4 separate regions of the Mus musculus genome follow, and regions 1, 2 and 4 are each linked to region 3. Evidence: chromatin contacts called from public Hi-C data. All regions are on one chromosome and are shown on one strand. Each heading gives the region's core, a stretch centred on a gene start, on an enhancer-like site or on the middle of the called end of the contact. The rest is flanking DNA. Distances are from core to core; before and after follow the strand shown. Region 1 overlaps Kif16b (kinesin family member 16B). Region 2 overlaps Macrod2 (mono-ADP ribosylhydrolase 2). Region 3 has its middle 460 kb from the start of Kif16b. Region 4 overlaps Kif16b (kinesin family member 16B).

Region 1 (2,700 bases), core at 23-2,522, 260 kb before region 3:
AGGCTGCATGCTTGCTCCTGCTGCCTTCAATTCTGTATGCTCTGGTACTGGTAGATGGTTGCCCAGGCTCCATGAGCACTTTTCATGCTCTCCCTCTCACTGCACTGCAGGAGATTCAGGTCGGCTTTGGTGGGCAGAGCATTCGTTTCCTGGGCTCCACAGAGGACCTCTTGCTTACTGTGCTTACTTACAACAAGAGCCTCACTCAGCAGCTCTGCCAGGACCTCCTGGGTGTGCTAATGGCTGGGTCTGAAGCTGCTGCCTACAGCAATCACCCTTTGCTCCATCAGGATCTGGTTCAGCTTTCTCTTGATTTGAAGGCAGAAATCCCTGTTTTAGCTTTGGCGAATGGAGTTCAGTTGTCTTGCAATTTCCAGACAACCTTGGTAGACATGGTCTACTTTCTTCATGGAAATATGGAGGCCAGTGTCCCTTCTCTGGCAGAAGTTCAGTTACTGCTCTATACCACAGTCAGATTGGAGAGTGAGGCTGCTTGTGCCCCCTGCCTATCATTCATCCTTTTAAACACCCACATGGCACTCCTGAGGGAGGATCATGTGTTTTACCCCCACACTGGCTCTCTAAACACACTTCCTCCACATGGGCGATTTGATGTGATCACGTGCCAAGCTCTGAGTGAGTTCAGATGTGTCATAGTTCCAGAGAAGGACAAAGTGTCAAAGGTAGAGCTGGTCTTCCTAAGGAAACATGGGCTTCCCTTGAACAGAGGAAGTGGTCTACCTGAGCAGAGTCGAGTTACCTCAAGCACCCAGGTGGTTATTCCGTTGTGTCTTGAGGATGGACAGGATCAGGCACTCGACATCTGGAAACTCACTTTCAATTCTCAGGATGAGGCTCTTTGGCTAATCTCATATTTAACAAGACTCTAGGAAGGAGACATTTAGAGATACAGGGCAGTTTCTTTTAGACCTTCAATAAAATGAACATTATAAAAACAGTCAAGGAAATATGAATGTCTCAGTGTACTTGATTGAATGGGAAAAAGCAGAACTCTGAAATTGAAAGTGTAAATATTTTGAATAAAGCAAAGTGAAAATAGCTGATAGCAGAGAACTGGAAAAATATCTTTATTGCCACCTGCTTCATTGTCTCAAAGCTCAGATTGTAAATTTGGATCTGCTCAATTACTGGTGCCATGATTAAAGCATTCTGACAGCTTGGCTTAGTTGTCTGTTTATGGTGTGGTAGCTTGGAATCGGGTGGTGCCTGCTGGCGTCCAGTGGACTAATTTGTGCTGTCTGGAAAGGTGCCCAGTCTGGCAGTGACCTTCATCAACACCCTCCGTGTTGCCCATGAGTAGCACAGCTGTGTGGTAGAGTGCATCAATGCTTCCTTCAGCTTCCCCAGTCCATGCCCCACACATAATTTTTACCAGTCTCCTTCTTTCTCTGAACTTCTGTGTTTTTATCCTGGAAGTGCTGTTTGTCTTGTTGTAACCTCTTTATGGCTTATTTCTGCTGTCTTGTCAAATATACAGTTGCCTTGGATGACGTTCAGCACTCTCTATGTCTTCCATCTTTCCTGTCCCTTGACTAGCCGTGACTCAGGTCTGCTCAGCCAGGTATCTTGCTGGCCTGAGGTGAGTTTGCAACTATCCAGGCTTTGTTCATTCTTCATTTACTCCTGTGTGGCAATCCCGTGAGCAGTCGGGAAACATGCTTTGAGTTAGTTTATACCATCCAGCTACTGTGCCCTTGTTCTCCTTTCTCTTAGATGCATGTCCACTAAATCCCAGAGTCTCAGAAGCAGGGAAGTTGCCTCTTTTCTCCATTGACTCACCTTCCTCTCTGCTGGGCACAGACTCAGCACACTCGGTGCAGTTTAGTGGGTCTCCAGTTTCATTAAATCACTCATTTCAGCTTTGGCTTGGAAGGGCCTTTCTGTTCTGGTCACATTCTTGGCTAATGGTCAGTATAAGTGTGGGCTCTTTATTTCTGTCAGTAGCTGATGATGGAGGTGAAGTCAAAACCTAACCCACCCAGAAACTTACCATCTGCTTTTTGTCAGAATTGCCAAGAGAGCAGACAAGCTATTGAAGTGTCTCCACATTTTCATCTGTTTCCTCTGTTTAGATTCTGGGGAAATGAATAGCAAAACATAGAAGTGGAGAATGTGTTGTTGCCTTCTGTGGACCAGTGGCAAGCTTATTGTTTTCAACAGAATTCTTATCTGGAGATAGAGTGTGGTTTTGTTACTTCCAAAACACCCCTCCTCTGATACACACATCCAAAGCCTTTTAAGTATATAGAGAACGTTGTGAAAATTACTATCACCACTTGACCCCAACTTTAACTATGGGTCTCTCTTGGGTGAAAAAAATCTTGAAAATCCCATAATATTCTTCTAAAACCTCATCAATACTATTTCTACTTTTCATTTTTTTTAGCTAATATAATTTATATTACTTGCCATGACTCTTTTGTCATATATGTTTGATTAAACAAACAAATAAACAGAATTAAGTCATGAAGAACTGAGACTAAAATTGAAGATGCTGACAGAGGGATATAATGATTGAGAACAGGAAGCAATACAAAAGTTATCTGTTATTTTAACAAAGACTGTCTACCTCAAACAGACAGACTTCCATAATTTTACCATGCTACAAATAATGGCCTTTAGGGTTTGTCTTAGTTAGGGTTTCTATTGATGCGATAAAAACACCATGACAAAAAGCAA
Region 2 (2,700 bases), core at 16-2,515, 380 kb after region 3:
ATTAAATGTTGTCTTTATAAGCGTTGCCTTGGTCATGGTGTCTATTCATAGCAGGAAACCCTAACAAGGACAGAAGAGAACATGAGGTACTTCTCTTCTAAGTGCTATTTCTTTGGAAACAATTGGAAACTAAATTGTTTGGGAAGACCGACTGTGGAGTGATTGCATATGACTGGGACAGGCTCTCTGTGGTGGCACTCCAGCTTTAGTTGGATCATCTTTGAAACAGGCACCCAATACTCTCTTGCTCTAAACTTGTCTCCATATTTCTTTCATTTTTTGTTTAGTGTCATGGTTGAGGCTCTCATGGCTTGTAAGAAAAGAAAGTGTGGATCTATTTTTATGATGCATATTCCTGGGTTGGCTAAAATAGGCCTCCTTGCCTTTCTCCCCTCAACTGATCAGCTAATTGGAGCTATTTGTGTTTATTTCTTATGCAAATAAAATAATTACCTTAATTATCTACCGAGATAAACTCTTCCCTTTTTTGCATTGATGATGTTTCTGAGTAACAATTTGACTTATTTCGGAAAGAGCATGTCATAAAAGTTCAATTTTTACCTAATAATTACAAGTAATAAATTTAGTTGTTATAGATGTTTGATTATTTCAGTATAATTTCTTTTTAGGATCCATTTAGATTCATCTTTCTATATTTAGCAGTTATTTCCCTTTCATTTTTTTCCAGTAATGTTCTTGCTATCCTTGTTTGTGTGTGCATGCATTTGTGGTACGTATATGTACGCACAGGTGTATGCACCTGTGTATGCCTGTATGGGGGGGGGGGTGGCAAAGTTAACACAGATGCCTTCCTTATTTACAAGTATGCTCTCTAACTGAATCTCGAGTTTCTCCATTTTGGCTAAGAGCTAGCCTGGTCATACTCAGATCCCCTTTTTATTCCTTCCTGAGGGCTGAGATTATAGGCTCCTTTCATGCCTATTTGTGTTTTCATCCCTTCCAGCCCAGAAGCCTTCCTACCCCCCTCTCCCTGCACTCTCCTGTGAGGATGATTGGTCCCACTGCAGGGTGAGAAGATGCTTGTTGTCACTTGAGCAAGGCCTGGTTTTACCACTACAGTGGTTTACACAAAGTGGGCTGCTTTTGCCAATCCGGAAAAAGCTTTAGCAGCAAGCACTGGGCTGGAAAGATGGGTGCTTACTGAGCTATGCCTGTCTCAGCTGTTCAGGAAGCTGCTCTACTAAACATAGCAGAATCCCCACCCCCCCTCCAAAGCCAGTCCCAGCTGGCAAAGCCCACCTGGCTCTCCTTTGGCAACCTCTTTGCCTGAATGATTGAGTGGCAGCCGAGAAAGCCCTCCAAGAATGGGGGGCCTGTGGCCAAGTCCTTCATTTCTCTAGCTTCATTGAACAGCTCTGGATCATTTTGCAAAGCCGTGACACTCCTCAAGATAACTCAATCCAAAGGACCAGCCAGATAACGACCCCACAGTCCTTTTTGATTCCACGAGTGTCTGAGTGTAAGTTCCAGGAAGCCGGGTTTGATCAGCTTACGGGGATCTTTGTGGATCACAGGGCTTTCTCGGAGGGACAGGGATCTGTTCCCTGCTTGTTCGGTGAGCACAACACTTGCATTATTATTTGCACATTTCTGAAGCTTTACCGAGGCAAAAAAACCCCTTCAGTCTCCCTCTTGGGGGAGGCAGCTTTCCTTTACAGCAAGAGATGTGGCACTTTCCTAATATAAACGTGCATACAAGGTTTGTAATATAAAACTCCTGCAGGCTTTCCTTGATGTCTCCCTTCTGGCTTAAACTGCTGGGTGTGACTAGTTTAGAAGCTGTCAAAATGACATAAAACAGTTATTAAAACCACTGGCTGCCTCACTGCCAGAGGGCAATATTGTTCCATAAATAGTCTGCACTGCAATAGTGCTCGGAGCAAGGCGAAGCCATCAACCTTAAGGCGGGAGGCATTTGTAGCACAAGGTAAAAATGCAAGCACATGTGGAGTCCCACACATGAATAAACGGACCCATTTTTTTCTTCAGCTGCAATTTGGGCAAATAGGTACAAGTGAAACACCGGTACTCAGTATCTATTTGAGCACCTAAGTGAACATGTAATTGCACAATGAGCCTTTCACAGAAACTCAATTAAACATGTAAATTATTGTCTAATGTCCCCAGCAGCCAAAGAATATTTTCCAAGTCTGTAGTCATTATCCTCTATCATGCATTTGTGCATCAAAGTACACATTTCTATAATTAAATGACAATTATTTTTACTTCTCTCCCATTAGTAATATTTAAAGTCACAAGTATTCTTCTCTTTGGTGCTTGAATATATTAAGTTTTTAGAGGAAGTACCCATTAAGGAATTAGTGGGTGTCCATAGGGGCAAACTTTTAGTATCCATATCTTTGGAATGGTAAACCAAATAAAATGATCCTTTAAAGAACAGAATTATATGAATGAGTTATTCTGAAATATTTTTGAGGAAGTCCCTATAGCATATTCTTGGAGATGAATGCTGATAACTTTAATGAAATATTAACAACCTTGAAGGTTAACACTAAATAATTATTTGCTTCCTTAAAAAGATAACTATCTATCTCGGGAAACTGGAGGCGGTTGTTTCTTTTGTATAGTTTATGACATTGGTTGTGAAAAGGTAATGACAATATTTGGAATCCCTCTGTGGGTCAGGATGACCAATGAACAAGAATTGGGGACTTGGCT
Region 3 (2,700 bases), core at 153-2,652:
TTCAGGTTTCATTGGGATGGATAGGAATGCAGTAGCACACAACTTGTCTACTTTCACCTTAGATACTTGTAAGAAAGGCAGTTCTCTCCTAGCTTAGCTCAGAAAACCCCCCAAGGATTTTCTTAGCAAAGTGTAGAACAATGAAAACCCCTGGTTCATGAGGCTTGAGGAAGGTGACCCTGTCTCTAACTCTTATGGGTGAAACTATTACAAAGTCCAATCTAACCAATTATTTTGCCCTTAACTAACAAAATACAAGAGCTCATGGCTATCACTCAGTAGCAAAGTGTACATTAAAAGCCTTGGATTTGGTACTCTGATCCTGAAAAAAAGTCAAGAAATCCCTGCTGGGAAAGTCTAATGGCCACTCTATCCTCTATGGGAGGAGAGACAGGGACATCTTTGGTCCTCTCATCACTTTCTCGCTAATAATGGAGTGGTGATGTTTCCATCTAGGATGTTTCCATTTCTCAGTTGGTGGAGCCTTTGCTATTCAAACTGTTATCCAGCAGAGGCAGTATCTGGAAGCTAGTGTGAAAGACAGACCTCAGGCCCTTCCTTGGCCCTCTGAATCTATGTTTCAGTCTCTGATGACATGTATGGACATATGGACACTAGAATTTGAGAATTACAGGCTTAAACTTGGAAGTAGGTGGCAAATGGGATTTAATTGTCCATTTTTTTTCAGTTTCTGCAGCCTATGGAGAGGATGGCTCTCTGACCACTGGTCTGGAGCTCATGAACTAGGTCCTTCTCTTCTGAAGCTAGCACAGACATCTGCTGTTGTCCAGATAGTATGGAGTGAGAGAAAACTTAGAGATTTCTAGTCCTATGTGTCACATCCCAAATTAGAGGCAAGTTCAGTTCCCCTTCCACATATAGAACTTCTTCCTCTCCACACCTATTGCTCACTCTTGACCTTGCCCAGACTCTGTGTACCCAGATTGTTCTGACAAGTGCCAAGATTTCTGTGTCTTCTGAATCTGCCTCTCTATTTCCTCTCTGGCCCCAGGCTCCTGGGTATGCCCTTCCTTTAGGAGTCCTACAGAAAGGCACCAGGGACAAGGCAAAAGTGCTCGCTGGCCAGCTCTGCTCCCAAAGGACAAGACACCAAGGGCTGAGTCAGGGAGTTTGTTGTACACAACCTAGGCTGGTGCTGTCTGGAGTCCAGGCTGCTTTCTGCCTAGTGAGGTTATTGGATCAAAAGACATAATCTTGTCTCTGCTGCTCTGGTCCCTTGCCCTGGCCTGGCCTTGCTCTTGGCATTTCCTTCCCCACTTTCCACAAGCTGCTGGCAACTCCAGGCTGGGGGTTTGCCAATGGGAGGCCACTGTCTGCTGCTCCAAGCTGCTTCTCCCTGCTGTTTGTGAGAGTGGTTCTTCAAGGGAGCAGGGCCTGATGCCTTCCACAAAGAATGGCTTTCATCAACGCTGTGTCATGAGGCTTTGCAGTGGGGGCTGCTGGACCAAGGGCCAGAAGGGAGGGGAGAGCTGGCCACAGTGGCAGATGGAATCTGGCCCAGGGCGGATGTCGAGTGCCTTCTTCAATATGCCTTTTCCCTTTTAATCTCCTCTTGAGCGGAGCTGATCAATTAGAGTTGTAATTATTTTAATCTTCTCCTTTGCTGTCCTGCCTGCCTGCCTGCCACTGCCCATTGACTCATTCTGCTAACAATGTACTTAGGTGGCAGCTTGGCCAAGGCCATTTCAGACAAACTGGCTTTGAAATACCCCATTGGTGGCACTTGCCTGGCCTGAGGCCACCCTTTTCACTGCTGTGACCTCTGGCAAAGCTTTCTCCACTCTTTTTTTCCTCTGAAAAGTGAGTGAACTCTGTGGGATGAGAGAAGCAAGCCATCACAGTGACAGCCACACAGCATTTAGCTCATAACGTCAGCATCTGTTCTGTTGAGATCAGGCTTAGAAGCAGCAAGCTTGCCCGTCTTTCTATCTGGGAGAACTTGAGTCCTTGTTCCATGTATCATAAATTCTCAGAGGTGTTATTTGTTATTAGGTAGTGTGAGGCAGGGGGAGCTCAGAGCATAATGCCTGGTCCCCAGGAACACCTGAGTAAGGGTACACTGTTTTGTCCAGCTCTTCCCTAAGATGGAGACAAGTGTTTAGAAAAGAGTCAGGGTGGTTATTCTGGGTTTGTGCTACGTTATCTTAGCCAAAGGAGCCCCTTTCTCCAGTCATAGGAGACAAAGCCAGACAAATAATTCAGCAGAAATATGGAGATATGCTTGAAACTCTTGAGTAAACCTTTTAATCCTATAACCTCATAGGAAGTGAAATACAGAGACTCCCTGGGCTAAATAAGTATCAGTTCACTTGGATTTTGTCAGCTCAGTGGATGTGATCTTTGTTTGTTTGTTCGTTCGTTTGTTTTGTCAAGCTGACATAAACTAGAATCATCTGAAGGAAAAAAAAAAAAAAACAAACCCTCAATTGAGAAAATGCCTCCATCGGATTGGCATGTAGGCAAACTTCTTGTGGGGTATTTTCATGACTAATGATTGACATGAGATATCTCAGCCCATTGTGGTTTGTTGTTCCTGACTATTTATAAGGCCAGGTGAGCAAGCCTGGTAAGAAGTGGTCCTTCATAGCCTTGTCTTCAGTTCTGCCTCTAGCTTTCTGCTTTGACTTTCTTCCATGATAGATGCAAGACAAAATAAACCCGTTCCTCCCCAAGTTGCTT
Region 4 (2,700 bases), core at 59-2,558, 380 kb before region 3:
TTTGCTTTACCCTGTAAACTATTCTATTGTCCCAGAGAACGCCACTCATCCAGCCACCAGCTCATTTCACATGGTCACATGGCCTTTAAGGACTGCCTGGGCATACTGGGCAGTGTTCCAGATGTGGGTCTTTGGGTCTTCCCTTTGCTTCATTCCATTCTCTCGCCCTGTTGAGTTAGACTGCTCAATTTTTTGGCCTATCCCTTTCCCTACTTTTGTTTTGTAAGCCATTGCCTCCAAGCCATGGCTGTTACTTTTAGCCAGGCAGAGGTTATTTTTGTTAAATGGGAGAGTAATGACCATGACTGTAGTAGGAAACTCCAGGTCTGTTTTAATTACTTAGAATTCTTCCTCATTTTAGACATGCATCTCCTACAATCCAGGCAAAGGTCTCGCCTACTCTGTCAACCACAGCTCACTTATCCAGAATGTTCTTTAATATCCTTATCCATCAATTGCATCCTCTTGATGAAATGATTTACACTACTTTATCATCATTATTTATTATTGTTACTTAGATAGTGCATCCTTATTCATACGGCGCAGGATCAGAGGTACACTCAATGTGCTTCAGCACCAGGTCAGGAGCCTTATACACTTTCAAAGAAAGCTTTTCACGCTCTAACCTGATTTCAGTTCAGACCTGCTTGTTAGGGAGTGTTGGTCTTCCTCCTGTCTTCTTCAGGCTGTGATAATGCTGTCTGTGGTTTGAATAACTCCAAAGTTGAGGTGCTGAAGGTAGTCACAGAGATCTTGTTTATAAAAACAAAGAGAACATGGCCAACTCACATGTTTCAGAGCATAATTTTAACATGTAGACTAGACAAGATATACTGAAACTAGTAGCTATTATATAATGAGTTTCACTTGCATTTAAATTATTCTTCAGAGTTTTTGAAAGTTGATTTAGAACAAATGACTTGTATTTTTTATTATATTAAGCCAGAGTAATTTTTTTTTGTTAGATTTAACAAGAATTCTCTGAATGTCTTCAGAATCACAAAGTAACAGTCTGCTGTTAGTAAGTAAAATACATTTTTTTAAAGTAAACAATATCAGAGCAAAAGCAGCAACAACCAAATGTGTCTTTTCTCGGGAAGCTAATCTTATCATATTTTGCATATTGTATAGGGAGGCTTGTCGAGTTAACAAGTGGCAGTCCCAACTATGGGCAAAGCCATTGTGTTTTAAGAGCAACCCACATTCTTGTTTTACAGTATTCATTATCTTGAGAATAGTTGGAGTAGATGTGCTGTTGGGAGTGGTTTGGTTTTTACCACTAGATGGCACTGCAGTTAGGGAAAACAAATCCCATAGCTCTTAACTAGGATCTTTGGCAGTGAAGCTGTCTGCAAGGACAGGATGTACTGCTAAAGGGGATTGAAGAGGCCACCAGTGATTTCTAGATAGAGTCTGTGGAGACAGATTGTGGAGATTCTAGCATTAGGGGTTATTTAGCTGGTGCCTTCTTGAAGCCACATTGACACCTGATACAGAGATGGGAACGCATCTTCATATTCTGGAGTTTCCATTCACATCCTTCTGAAATACTTTGTCTGAAGTTGCTTTACATTTAAGTGGTGGCTCTTAATGTGTGTCATAGGTGGTCATTCTGATTGGCTCTTTTTAGAAAGCTGGCCTGCTTCCTTCCCTCCTTTTCATCCTTCCCTCCTTTGCTCCCTCCCTCCCTCATGCCCTTCCCTTTTTATTTATGTGCTTCTCTTCATAAGAATCATTTTTGCAATGACTGTTTACACCATTCTTTCTTCATCTTTGGCTCTAAGGAGTTCTTAAGAGAATTAAAACTTCCCTTGCCTTGTGTCCTTGTTCTGTAACCTTCCTTGTTTGTTTAAGGCTGTCCGAATTAGTGAATGTGCTCAAAGAGAGAGAGAGAGCTCTCTTTTTGGCTTCATATATTGAGAGCCAAGAGTCTTCTAGAAGAATGCTCAGGTTAAGATTTTTTCCCTAACTCTCTCGTCATTTACATGGCAGCAGGCAGAAGGCACTGCCAGCAGGCACAGGTACACTGCAAGGTGGCAGAAAATAATGCTGAAGGTCACCTCGCTCAGCTAGATGGTGGCTGTGTGACATGGGTGACTTACGTAGACTCTATGTCGTTCAGTTTCAAGATCTGTGAAATGGGGCCCATAGCATCTCATTAGGTTGCTGTGAGAATGGAGGGATAGTGGTAAAGCCGCTTTGTCGGTTGGAGCCCTGAGCAGGGTAGAAAAGGGTTTCTCAGGGCTTGAGCTCAAAGCATCTGTTCTCCTAGGAGCTGAGGCTGCTGGGGAAACTGAGGGAGTGTAGTTTAGCAGTTGGGGTACAGAAGAGCCCAGCTATAGAAAGGGTGTGAACAGCAGACCTTAATTTCCTAGTTAATACTTCCTTTTCTTCATTACTGCTTGAAAGAAAATAGTGAGCTAATTTAAATTCTGCTCATATATTCTGAAGACGCTTTTCTCGTTTAGTTTCATTATCTGAACCATCAGTATTTCTTTTGAAGTGTCTAAGTAGTGCATTGAAATTTCTTACTCATTTCTCTCATTTCACATTGAATTAATGACAGAGTATTCGAAGTAGATGAAGTCTTAGGGCTGATCTTATCCAACCTTGTCATGAGACACTGGGAGTGTAGAGCCTGCACACAGGGTTTCTGCTGCAACTTCTCAGGATTACATAGGGAATGGGTGTTCAAGCTGA

What was found. A called contact is a pair of places that touch in the nucleus more often than the background predicts.
Region 1: a Hi-C map of the N1E-115 cell line shows a contact between it and region 3, with 6 times the contacts expected there. The contact joins two enhancer-like sites. A contact is called at or near these places in 3 of 484 Hi-C or Micro-C datasets (the N1E-115 cell line, cerebellar granule neurons and cerebellum) and 1 of 115 datasets of contacts at active chromatin or transcription factors (VIP interneurons).
Region 2: a Hi-C map of the N1E-115 cell line shows a contact between it and region 3, with 15 times the contacts expected there. The contact joins two enhancer-like sites. A contact is called at or near these places in 2 of 484 Hi-C or Micro-C datasets (the N1E-115 cell line and cerebellar granule neurons).
Region 4: a Hi-C map of cerebellum shows a contact between it and region 3, with 2.9 times the contacts expected there. The contact joins two enhancer-like sites. A contact is called at or near these places in 8 of 484 Hi-C or Micro-C datasets (the Ba/F3 cell line, the HPC-7 cell line, the N1E-115 cell line and 5 more).

Annotation. Positions count from the first base shown.
Region 1 is chr2:142,697,408-142,700,107 of GRCm38.p6, reverse strand. The region is part of intron 22 of Kif16b (kinesin family member 16B); the gene reads left to right. Among named protein-coding and RNA genes, the nearest start is that of Kif16b, 200 kb to the left of the region's middle. Within about 2 kb of position 1,272, at least 23 of the 459 cell types and tissues checked have an H3K27ac peak or open chromatin away from gene starts, as enhancers often do. A contact at or near this core is called in the N1E-115 cell line, VIP interneurons and cerebellum, where this site is marked.
Region 2 is chr2:142,057,211-142,059,910 of GRCm38.p6, reverse strand. The region is part of intron 8 of Macrod2 (mono-ADP ribosylhydrolase 2); the gene reads right to left. Among named protein-coding and RNA genes, the nearest start is that of Gm25583, 420 kb to the right of the region's middle. Within about 2 kb of position 1,265, at least 39 of the 459 cell types and tissues checked have an H3K27ac peak or open chromatin away from gene starts, as enhancers often do. A contact at or near this core is called in the N1E-115 cell line and cerebellar granule neurons, where this site is marked.
Region 3 is chr2:142,436,818-142,439,517 of GRCm38.p6, reverse strand. No RefSeq gene overlaps it. Among named protein-coding and RNA genes, the nearest start is that of Kif16b, 460 kb to the left of the region's middle. Within about 2 kb of position 1,402, at least 35 of the 459 cell types and tissues checked have an H3K27ac peak or open chromatin away from gene starts, as enhancers often do. A contact at or near this core is called in the N1E-115 cell line, VIP interneurons, cerebellar granule neurons and 1 more, where this site is marked.
Region 4 is chr2:142,811,824-142,814,523 of GRCm38.p6, reverse strand. All of the region lies in intron 12 of Kif16b (kinesin family member 16B), which reads left to right. Among named protein-coding and RNA genes, the nearest start is that of Kif16b, 88 kb to the left of the region's middle. Within about 2 kb of position 1,308, at least 12 of the 459 cell types and tissues checked have an H3K27ac peak or open chromatin away from gene starts, as enhancers often do. A contact at or near this core is called in cerebellum, where this site is marked.